Linked DNA regions of Sus scrofa: region 1 is linked to region 2. Evidence: chromatin contacts called from public HiChIP or PLAC-seq data. All regions are on one chromosome and are shown on one strand. The core of a region is the stretch at or near the end of the contact, and the rest is flanking DNA. Distances in the headings are between cores, read along the strand shown.

What was found. HiChIP or PLAC-seq counts read pairs in DNA pulled down with a chosen protein or histone mark.
Region 1: an H3K27ac HiChIP or PLAC-seq map of alveolar macrophages shows a contact between it and region 2. The contact joins two enhancer-like sites. A contact is called at or near these places in 2 of 47 Hi-C or Micro-C datasets (embryonic fibroblasts and fetal skeletal muscle) and 1 of 2 datasets of contacts at active chromatin or transcription factors (alveolar macrophages).

What each region holds. Positions count from the first base shown.
Region 1 is chr3:55,858,845-55,863,896 of Sscrofa11.1, reverse strand. No RefSeq gene overlaps it. Among named protein-coding and RNA genes, the nearest start is that of CNGA3, 75 kb to the left of the region's middle. Within about 2 kb of position 3,321, at least 3 of the 83 cell types and tissues checked have an H3K27ac peak or open chromatin away from gene starts, as enhancers often do. A contact at or near this core is called in alveolar macrophages, where this site is marked.
Region 2 is chr3:55,727,579-55,733,047 of Sscrofa11.1, reverse strand. It overlaps INPP4A (inositol polyphosphate-4-phosphatase type I A), which reads left to right. Exons shown (of 24, transcript NM_001143930.1): 17 at 3,698-3,870; 18 at 4,663-4,786. Among named protein-coding and RNA genes, the nearest start is that of INPP4A, 30 kb to the left of the region's middle. Within about 2 kb of position 1,282, at least 19 of the 83 cell types and tissues checked have an H3K27ac peak or open chromatin away from gene starts, as enhancers often do. A contact at or near this core is called in alveolar macrophages, where this site is marked.

The DNA of each region.
Region 1 (5,052 bases), core at 2,072-4,571, 130 kb before region 2:
ATCTAAGACTTCAGCATTCCAAGAATGATGTCAAATGACCCCCTTCATGGTGGATTATGCATTTATTTACTATGAGATATATTTCTTCAGAGATTCCTTGTTTGTGTATCAGTTGTAGATTTTTGGTTTGCAGTTATTCTGAAGTTTTGATATAAAAGTCTGTATGTATATGAGATTGTTTTAAGTTGTTCTCTTAATTGCAAGTTCATCTCCAGTGTTCTGCATTTGTACCCGCCTGTTCTCATGATTTCTGATTTTGGTGGTATAATTGTGCATGGATGATTTCATATCTTTACTGTATTATACCTTTACTGGTGAGCCTTGTCATTTGTGGAATTTTTGTTTACTCTTGCCATCTTTTCTGCCTAGAGAAGTTCCTTTAGTATTTGTTGTAAGGCTTGTTTAGTGTTGCTGAATTCTCTCAACTTTTGCTTATCTATGAAGGTTTTGATTTCTCCTTTAAATCTGAATGAGAGCCTTGACAATTTTTGAGGCCAATTATTTTGCAGAACATCCCTCCATTTGAGTTCGTCAGATGCCCCACGTATTTAGATTGAAGTGATGCATTTTGGGTCCTAGGATTTAAATGATTAATAAAAGTTGATCATCAAATCAGCTCTGGGCATCTAGACAATGCAAGTAAAAAGGCAAACCCTGTAAGTCACAGAAGACATGTTACTTAAACTGATACCAGCACAGTTTCCTCCATCCCTGACTCACTGTGACAAAGTGTTGAAACGGTGGACATTTTACAAATTTATTAAAGCAAAAGCACATTTTCAGAGAAGGAGAGAGAGGACTCAGGTGTGTTACAAAAGTTTAAAAACAGAGGGCCTGGCTCATGGGTTGCGTGTAGCTTGGTTAGGTGCTCATCCCGCTCTGTGCCTGCGTAGGCCGGTGTACAGCTCTGATTGGACCCTCACCCGCGGGACAGAATGCAACAAAACACAAAAGGAAAAAAAAAAAAAAAAGAGGCCTGGCTACTCTGCAATGGCTTTATCCAAGTGTGGACTGGAGCCAATGTGATCTTCTGATTGGTCGTGGGCAGGACACCTTATTTGCATAGGGAACAGGTTATATAGAGGCAGGATGAGGAATGGACGACATCCCTTCTCTAGCAGGGAGTGAGAAGACCAGGCTGGACAAGGTGGGGGAAGGGACATTACCATGAGACATGGCCCTTGAAGAGGGCTTGAAGCCTGTAACAAAACTATTATAGACCCAAACTTGGGTCTGCTTGCCTATGTGCAGTAAAGACAGTCTACAGACACCAGGTTGTTGTGGAGGAAAGAGCAGTTATTACAGGGCCAGGCAAAGAGTCCAGGTAGCTGGTACTTCAAAGACCTGAACTCCCTAAAGGCTTTCAGGGAAAGAATTTTAAAGACAGGGTGAGGGAGAGTGGTGAAGGCGAGTGTGGTCAGCTCAGGGACATTCTTTGATTGGTGGGTAGTGAGGTCATTGAGAGTTAGCATCATCCACCTTCTGGTTCCAACCTGTCTGGGGTCTATGTGCTTGTGGGCAGCATACAGTTAACCTATTCCCCTTGTGGGGGCTTCAGTATCTGCAATATTCGGACATGGCTCCAAATATTGTCTATAGTCCTTGAGGAGGAACTAAATGTCTTTGACTTTGTTGGATGGCTAAACTATTATTTCATTTTGCTTGATTGTTTTCCTTTCTTTCTGCATTTTCTCATGTATCTGATTCAGTTTGTTCTTTGACTAAAGTTTTTCTATGGACAAAAGAAAGACAAGCAGAGGACTTGGGGGTAGATGGTCTGGTTCTGGGAAGGCTCCATAGGGTCCTATGTGGTTACAAAACCAAGAAAACATACCATTCTGAGTAAGAGGCCCACACATTTAGCATTTTTATACATTCTGTCTAATTCCCCCAGAACAGCTTTATCAATACATATGCCACCCGAGTCTAAAAGAGTCCCCAGTCTTGCCAATGGTGAGCATGGTCAGTCTTTAATCACCCCTTTCCACTACTCATTTCTTATTTTGTGAATGGCTTTTTTTTTTTTTTTTTTTGCCATGCCTATTGCATGTAGAATTTCCTGGGCCAGGGATCAAACACCCTCCGCAGTTGCTACCTCTACCACATCTGAGGCAATGCTGGGTCCTTAACCCGCTGCACCACACGGGAACTTCCATGAATGATTTTTAATTCTCTTTGTGCATTTATCTATTGAGATTTAATCTGATTACATACTACATTAAATTCCATTCTGTTAAAGATCCAGGTGTTTTCTGTTTTGTTTTATTTTCTGCCTACCACAATATACCCAGCAAAGGACCAAGCACAGGTGACTGTAAATATGGAGTTAATCTCCTTAGGGCAAATTCCTGGAAGTGGAGTCAGTGAGTCAAAGTGTAGGAATTTTCAAAAGCCTTTTTTTTTTTTTTTTTTTTGCCATTTCTTGGGCCGCTCCCGTGGCATATGGAGGTTCCCAGGCTAGGGGTCCAATTGGAGCCGCAGCTGCCAGCCTACGCCAGAGCCACAGCAACGCGGGATCCGAGCCGTGTCTGCAACCTATACCACAGCTCACGGCAACCGGATCATTAACCCACTGAGCAAGGGCAGGGATCGAACCCACAACCTCATGGTTCCTAGTTGGATTCGTTAACCACTGCGCCACGACGGGAACTCCCTCAAAAGCCTTTTGATTTACTTTCTTTAAGTTGCTTGCCCAAAAGTTTATGTCATTTTATAGCACATGAGAGTGGCTGTGTATTATTCTTTTTTTTTATTCTTTTTTTTATTTTTTATTTTTTGTCTTTTTAGGGCCACACCCATGGCATATGGAAATTCCCAGACTAGGGGTTGAACTGGAGCTGTAGCTGCTGTCGTACACCACAGCCACGGGAACACCACTGATGACTAAACATGCCAAGAAAACAGGTTCACCCTTTATATAAAGGCTGGGTAAGTAAAAAAAATCAAGCGGAGTCAAAATTAATCAGGAAATCTCTTGAATTGTCCTCTTTGTACTGTCTGGAATTGTGTTTGGTCAAAGTGGCCAGTATTGCCTTCAGTGGAGCAGATTTCTCACTCTTTGGCTGAGAACCAGAGGAAGGAGTTGGCTTGCATTTAGTAACAATTCAGGGCTGCCACATAAGGTTGATCTAGTTGTGCACTGCCCAAAAGAGTCCCTTCTAAGGAGGCATCTTGCATTGTCACCGTCATGGATTTTTGTATTTGTTATGAAAGATTTCCAGCAGATGGCAGTAAAGGGTCTTGTTCTAATATAAGTATAGTATGACAACTCTCCAACAGGGGGAGGTAGAGTCTAATCTGGAAAAGGCAGATGTGTATCTTCCCTTCCAGATGACCAAGAGATGTGAGGTCAGTTATTTTTGACTTCCGTAAGAGTGTTGCAGTATGTTTGTGGCAGTGATTTACTAAATTCATTTCTATGTTCTTTTGTATGTATTTATATACAAAATCAGTTAGCCAATATCATTTGTCATTAGAAAATGTAGCTTCTCCTTAAGACTTAATAATGCTACAAGAAAAACTGATAGGGGTTCCCCTTGTGGCATAGTGGAAATGAATCAGACTAGTATCCATGAGGATGCGGGTTCGATGCCTGGCCTTGCTTAGTGGGTCAGGGATCTGGCGTTGCTGTGAGCCGTGGTGTAGGTTGTAGACACAGCTCAGATCCCTAGTTGCTATGGCTGTGGTGTAGGCTGACAGCTATAACTCTGATTAGACCCCTAGCCTGGGACTTCTATATGGCTCGTGTGCGGCCCTAAAAAAAAAAAGAAAAAGAAAAGGAAATAAAAACTGACAAATGCAGTGACCATTTCCACAGAAAAGAGATAATGGACATACCAGCATTAAAACTGTCAAAGCATTTCATTTTCATGAGAAAAAAATCTGTTTCATAGCAAATTACTTTATCTTAGTGATTTTAAGTTCCCAACTCATTAACAATTCAAAATTTTTCTTTTGCATTGGATAACTAGCTTCATATAATTTTATTTTTTGACTTTTTAAAACTGAAGTATAGTTGATTTAAAACGTTGTATTAGGTTCTGGTATACTGCAAAGTGACTCAAATATTTATATATATTCTTCTTCATATTCTTTTCCATTATGGTTTATTACAAGATATTGAGTGTAGTTCCTGTGCTATACAGTAGGACCTTGTGGTTTATTTATTTTATATATAGTAGTGTGTATCTGTTAATCCCAAACTCCCAATTTTCCCTCCCCCCTTTCCTTTTGATAACTATAAATTTCCTATGTCTATTTATCTCTGTTTTGTAAAAAAGTTCATCTTTATCAATTTTTTTAGATTCTACATGAGTTATATTTGTCTGTCTGACTTACTATGATAATCTCTAGATCCATCCATGTTGATACAAATGGCATCATTTGACTCTTTTTATGGCTGAGTAGTATTCCATTGTTATATACATACCACATCATCTTTATCCCTTCATCTGTCAATGGATGCCTAGATTGTTTCCATGTCTTGGCTATTTTCAATAGTGTTGCTATGAACATTGGGGTTCATATATCTTTTCATTAATTATAGCTTTGCCTGGCTATATGTCCAGGAGTGGGATTGCTGGATTATATAATCATTCTATTTTTAGTTTTTTAAGGAAACTCCATACTGTTTTCTATAGTGGCTGCACCAATTTACACTCCCACCAACAGTATAAGAATGTTTCCTTTTCTCTATACCCTCTCCAGCATTTTTTTTTTTGTAGACTTTATTTTTTGGTCTTTTTGTCTTTTTAGGGCTCCACCCACAGCATATGGAGGTTCCCAGGCTAGGGATTAAATTGGAGCTGTAGCCACTGGCCTACACCACAGCCATAGCAACATGGGATCCAAGCCGCGTCTTCGACCTACACCACAGCTCATGGCAACACCATATCCTTAACCCACTGAGGAAGGCCAGGGATGGAACCCGTGTCCTAATGGATGCTCGTCAAGTTTTCTAACCACTGAGCAACAACAGGAACCCCATTTGTAGACTTTTTGATATGCTATTCTGATCAGTGTGAGGTGACATCTCATTGTAGTTTTGATTTG
Region 2 (5,469 bases), core at 33-2,532:
GAGGGTGGCCTGTTAGGAGAGGTCCATGTTTGTAAACGAGGCTTCCTATGGTTTCCCCTGAACTTGCAAGCGTTACAAGGGGAGGGGTCACCAAAAAAGTTGCACCCTTGCAGATACTGCAACTCTGGAATCACACCGCATCTGCTCCGCTGAGTCTGGCTGCAGCCTTAGAATTCCTGTCAGGCACTGCCGTGGGCTGCAGGTGCCATTAACACTCACCGTGGCATCTTCCTGCTGCGTTTGCATGTAGAAATCAACGTTTATGGCTCAGCTCAGGCCAGATCCCATCCACTGCCTGCTCCTGTAAATACCTTTTTCCTGGAAATGAGTCAGGCCCATTCATTCACATCCGTCCATGGCTGCTTTTGCAAGGCAATGCCAGTGTTGCAACAGAGACCCCGTGGCCTCCAAAGCCTAAAAGATGTACTGTCTAGCCCTTTACAGAACAAATGTGCCGACCCCTGCTCTAATTCATATTTTATTCCCTGGATGTGACCTGTGGTTTTCCCAGGGTGAGCATGAGACACCCCCCCAAATATAGTGCTGCCTTTTTTTTTCCCCTTAAACTCCAGAAAAGCAGCTACCCAGTCAGCCTGAGGATTACATGTTCTTGACTGGATGTAAATCTAACTTAGCAGGATACCTGCTTTACAGTTAGAGTGCAGTAAGCTGCAATTGTGTGATTTTCCACACTCTGCCCGGCAGCTGTGACCTCAGCTTGGCTTGCTGCGCTGACCCCAGAGCCCCATTCGGAGTTGGCTCATCGCTGGGCAATCTGCTACCTCATAAACCCCACTGTTTGCTTTCAGCGCCTCAGTTTCTCTCTTCCTAGAAGTCAGTCTGGCCCTGAGCGGGTCTCCAGTTCCAGGGCTGGACCTTCTGGATCTCTGAGGCCTGGTCCCTGCACAGGCAGTTAGCTGGTGCCTCCCCTTCCAGTGCCTCTCCTGGTCTGGGCCTCCTCCTCCTTGTTGTCTGCCTCCTCTGTTCCCCATCAGCTTACCTCCATAGCAGGCCAGTGCCTGCACCCTGCTCCATCTCCCCTGAGCCCATGGCAGGGACATCAGGGACCATCCCTGGCAGTTAAGGGAAGGGCTGGGGGCCGCCCGTGCCTGCCCCGTAGTGGGTGGGGGCACACTCAGCCCTGGGTGTCCTGCAGTTTGCAGAATTGGCGGGAAGTCGGGTGGGTCCCCAGCCCATGCGCAGACAGGGCCTGGCTTGTGTAACTCTGCTCATTTTGTCAGCTGGGCCATTTCCAGCTCTGGTGGCTTGTCCACAGTTGATGTCAGATGGATGAAAATGGACCCTGCCAAGAGTTCCTTTAGCTCTTCCCACAGAGCTGTATTGAGTCAGAGTGAAGACACACACATTTCCTCTGTCTCCCTACTTCCTTCCTCTCTCTCCTGTTAATATAGTTAAAAAAAAAAAAAAAATCCCAGATAGAAGTTATCTGAAGTACATGGTCCTGGCATGGCTACCAGCCAGTGAATGTTCCAGGAGAGCAGCTGGCCGAGGCGCTCACCCCAAAGGGGAACCAGCTGTGTCACAGAGGAGACTGCTTAATCACTGTGTTTTTTTTTTTTTTTTTTTTCGTTTTTTTTTTTTTAATAGCAAGACTTTTTTATTTTTTTAATTTTATTGGAGCATGGTTGAATAGGAAGACGTTCTTGACGCAAGAGGCAGAGTAAACCTCTCCCTTCACCAGCCTTAACATCCCAGACATCTGTCCTTAACTCACTTCCGGTAGCGTCTCATCACTGTCACTGAAGTTTATTTTGTTTGGAAGTTTTACATTTTGGTTTTTCTTCATGTTGACCTAAAATGTTCTCTCTCCAACCACTCCTCGCTACATAGTCAGACATGCACCCAAACAGCACTTCTTTTTGCGTGTCTGCACAGACACTGAGCCCGTTCTCTTCCCACGTTAACAACCTTGTCTCTGTAGATTAAATGAGAAACCGATCAGGGAGGGAAGCACTGTCTGGTATTGTGGACGTGGTGGTTCCTGCTCTCATTGAACCCTGCAGCCATCCAGCTGTTCCCTCTGGCCCAGGGTTGCACCTCTTCTCTGGTGCCTTTAAACATTCTTCCAATATGATGGTTTTTTCCAGTGGATTTTTTGTTTGTTTGTTTGGTTGGTTTTTCCTTCCTCTAGGTAGCAAAACTGAATCATTCTTACATGGGTTTTGTCTAAACAGAAATTGGCAAAGTCAAAAATTTTTTGCATAGAGAGCTTGCTTAGTCAGATAGGTCTCCTTGTATACCCTGATCATTTGCAGGTTTAAATGATCACAGTTTGCCTATAAATTACACAGATATTCAGGTGAAGTAGAAAAGCAAAGTGAAATTGGCAGCTTTGCTCTAAGAGCAGGTACTTCTTAGGTAAAGAGTATTCTTAAGGACTGCCTCCCTTTCCCCAAACTTTTTAGTTACTAAAACTTAATGGTCATTGGCCTTTTTATTTGCTGAATATAATTGACATGGGTTCAACCGAGTCCTTCAAAGAGACAAAAACATGGTCTCTGAGAATATTAGAGGAAGAAAGAGACATGGGTGTGGTCAGTTACAGCCACCCTGTTTGACTGAGAAGGACCCTATGGCTGGGGAGCAGCTAGGGCCCAGCACGGCTCAGTGGTGGCTGGGGCCTGGGACTCACATTTTCCACTCCTCCATCCAGGGTTCTTTGTCACCATGATTTATTTTCAAAGACCTTTCTAAATTTAAGCCTGCTTGTTTCCATTAAAGATCTGAATCCTTGTCCACATACAGCAAGCCTGCATATACACTTAGATCATTTCCACATTTTGAGTTGCTACATAGACTTGAAAATCTGCGTTAACCAAACACTGAATACAGGGAGGTCCTTGGAAAGCTTTTTTAAACAAAGAGTGAGGCACCTGGGTTGAGAGAGCAGAGCCACGGCTCCCTTCTCTCTCTCCAAGTTTCTGTTTATCTGAGATGAGCGACAGCCCGGGTGTGCAGTGCCCTACCCTCAGAGGGCATGCTGCACGGGCTGCTGCCCCCGGTTTTGGGGGCGCTCAGCCAGAGGTAATGACCCAGTGCCCCTTGCTGGTAACAATAAAATGATGGGGCATATCTTCTCTTTTAAATGTCTTCTCAATAGGAAGGGGGAAAAGAGCCAAAACCAAAAAAGCCTTTCACCGTGTTTTCTTCCCCTAGGTTCTATTTTTAAAAAGTTGTTGCGATGGGGTCAGAGTTTCCTTATGTTCCAAAACCCAAAAACTTCAGCTTGAAATAGATGGCACGGGGCAGGAAGGTGGGGTGGGGAGGAGGGGACGCCGAGGACTGGACACGCGGACGCTGCGGGGCCGGGCCCTTCCCTGGACCCAGACCAAGCCCAGCTGCGCTCCTTGCTGCTGGATCCAGAGGAGCAAGAGGACAGGTCTCGCCCCACACAGGAGTGGTGGTGTCATGGGAGAGGCCTGGCCTCTGCAGACAGCATGTTTCCTCGCTCAGTCCTAACTCCCAGAAGCCTATCACTTTGCTCGGGACTAGTCACAAGTGCCACTGTGTCCCAGGGGGTGGGGAGAGCAGACGGGCGTCACCACACCCTGGGTTGGGCTGATGCTGAGTTTGCTGAGAAGCTTCCGGCTAGTGGGGTGGAGGCAGGGGCGGAGTGCGGGTGGGGGCCGGGGGCCTTGCAGGCCCTTCCTTCTGAGCTGACCCTTCCTCGTGCCAGGTGAGTGGAGCGAGGCCCTGTACCCGCTGCTGACCACCCTCACAGACTGCGTGGCCATGATGAGCGACAAGGCCAAGAAGGCCATGGTCTTCCTGCTCATGCAGGACAGCGCGCCCACCATCGCCACCTTCCTGAGCCTGCAGTACCGCCGTGACGTGGTCTTCTGCCAGACGGTGAGTCCTGACTCGGTGGCCAGCCTTGCCCTTGGGCGCAGAGAGAGGAGCCTAGGGTTTGTGGCCCTGTGCCACCTGCGCCTTTTCCCTATGAAGAGGTGTGTTAAGGGAGACATGCAATCTGTTTTCTTGTTTATAAAACAGCAGATGTCAGGGCGGCTCCCACAGCTCTGTTCTCGTGATTTCTCTCAGCAGAGGGAAGGCCTTCAATGAGTGTCAGTTGACAGATGCCAGGAATCTGATTAGCAGTTAAGGGCAGCGCAGGCTCGGGTTCTCGGCAGTCCTCTCCCATCCCGCGAGGCCCAGGATGTGCCCAGGAAGCCTTCTGCTTGTGGAGGGATCTTTCTCCACGTCTGTTCCTCCCTGAGCACCTTGGTTTCCAGCCAGAGCTGGTCTGAATCTGTGGGCATTAAGGCCCTTCCTTTTACTGTGGGGAAATAATTCTGGGCTTCCAGTAGGTTCTGGCCCAGGAGTGACCCTAAGTTCAGGCCCGAAGCAGAGTCCAAACCAGACTCACGTTTGGGAGCCCCAGGAGCAGCGAGTCTAGCCACCCCCCCAACTCATAGCCCCTGTGGCCACTGCCTTCCTGTGGCCTCTGCCACCACCCCCCGACCGTGGCTTCTGCCTCCCCGCCATGGCCACTGCCTCCCTGTGGCCTCCCCCCTCAGGGTCCCAGAGCCAGGCGCTTCCCACCTCAGGATCCGAGGAGGGGCTGCAGCAGGATGAGCAGTGTGGGCAGAGGGACCTGGATCCGGGAGGAGTGCGAGGTGAGGTGGTGTCTGTCCCCCATAGCTGACTGCGCTCATCTGTGGCTTCATCATCAAGCTGAGGAACTGCCTGCATGACGATGGCTTCCTGCGGCAGCTCTACACCATCGGGCTGCTTGCCCAGTTCGAGAGCCTGCTGAGCACCTACGGTGAGATCCCAGGGCCCCAGAGCCGTCAGCACCTTGTGTGTGAGCTGGCCTCTCTCCCCGAGTCTTTTTCTGATTACACAGGTAACATTTGCTGATTAAAATATATCCAAACATCCCCCAAATACATAACAAGGAACAAGTAAAAGTTCTGTGTATGGAGTTCCCGTCGTGGTGGAGTGGTTAACAAATCCGACTAGGAACCATGAGGTTGCAGGTTCGATCCCTGGCCTTGCTCAGTGGGTTAACGATCTGGTATTGCCATGAGCTATGGTGTAGGTCACAGACATGGTTCAGATCCCTCATTGCTGTGACTGTGGTGCAGGCCGGCAGCTACAGCTCCGACACGACCCCTAGCCTGGGAACCTCCATATGCCACGAGAGAAAATGGCAAAAAGACAAAAAAAAAAAAAAAAAAAAAAAAAAAAAGTTCTGTTGTTACACACACAGATACACACACACAGCCCCCTTGGTTTCTTTGTTACCCATCACGAAGATCTTTCTGGTGAAGGATGGGTGATAATTATGAACACATTCACTTCCCGTAAGACATCTGGGCCGTTTCTGAATTGTTCCTATTAAAACATCTCTGCTCGTAAGTTTTTGTGTGCTTGTGGCCCATTTCTGCACCCACCAAATTATTCGAAGGCAACTTGCCGGGTCGAAAAGCAGAATATTTAAAAATG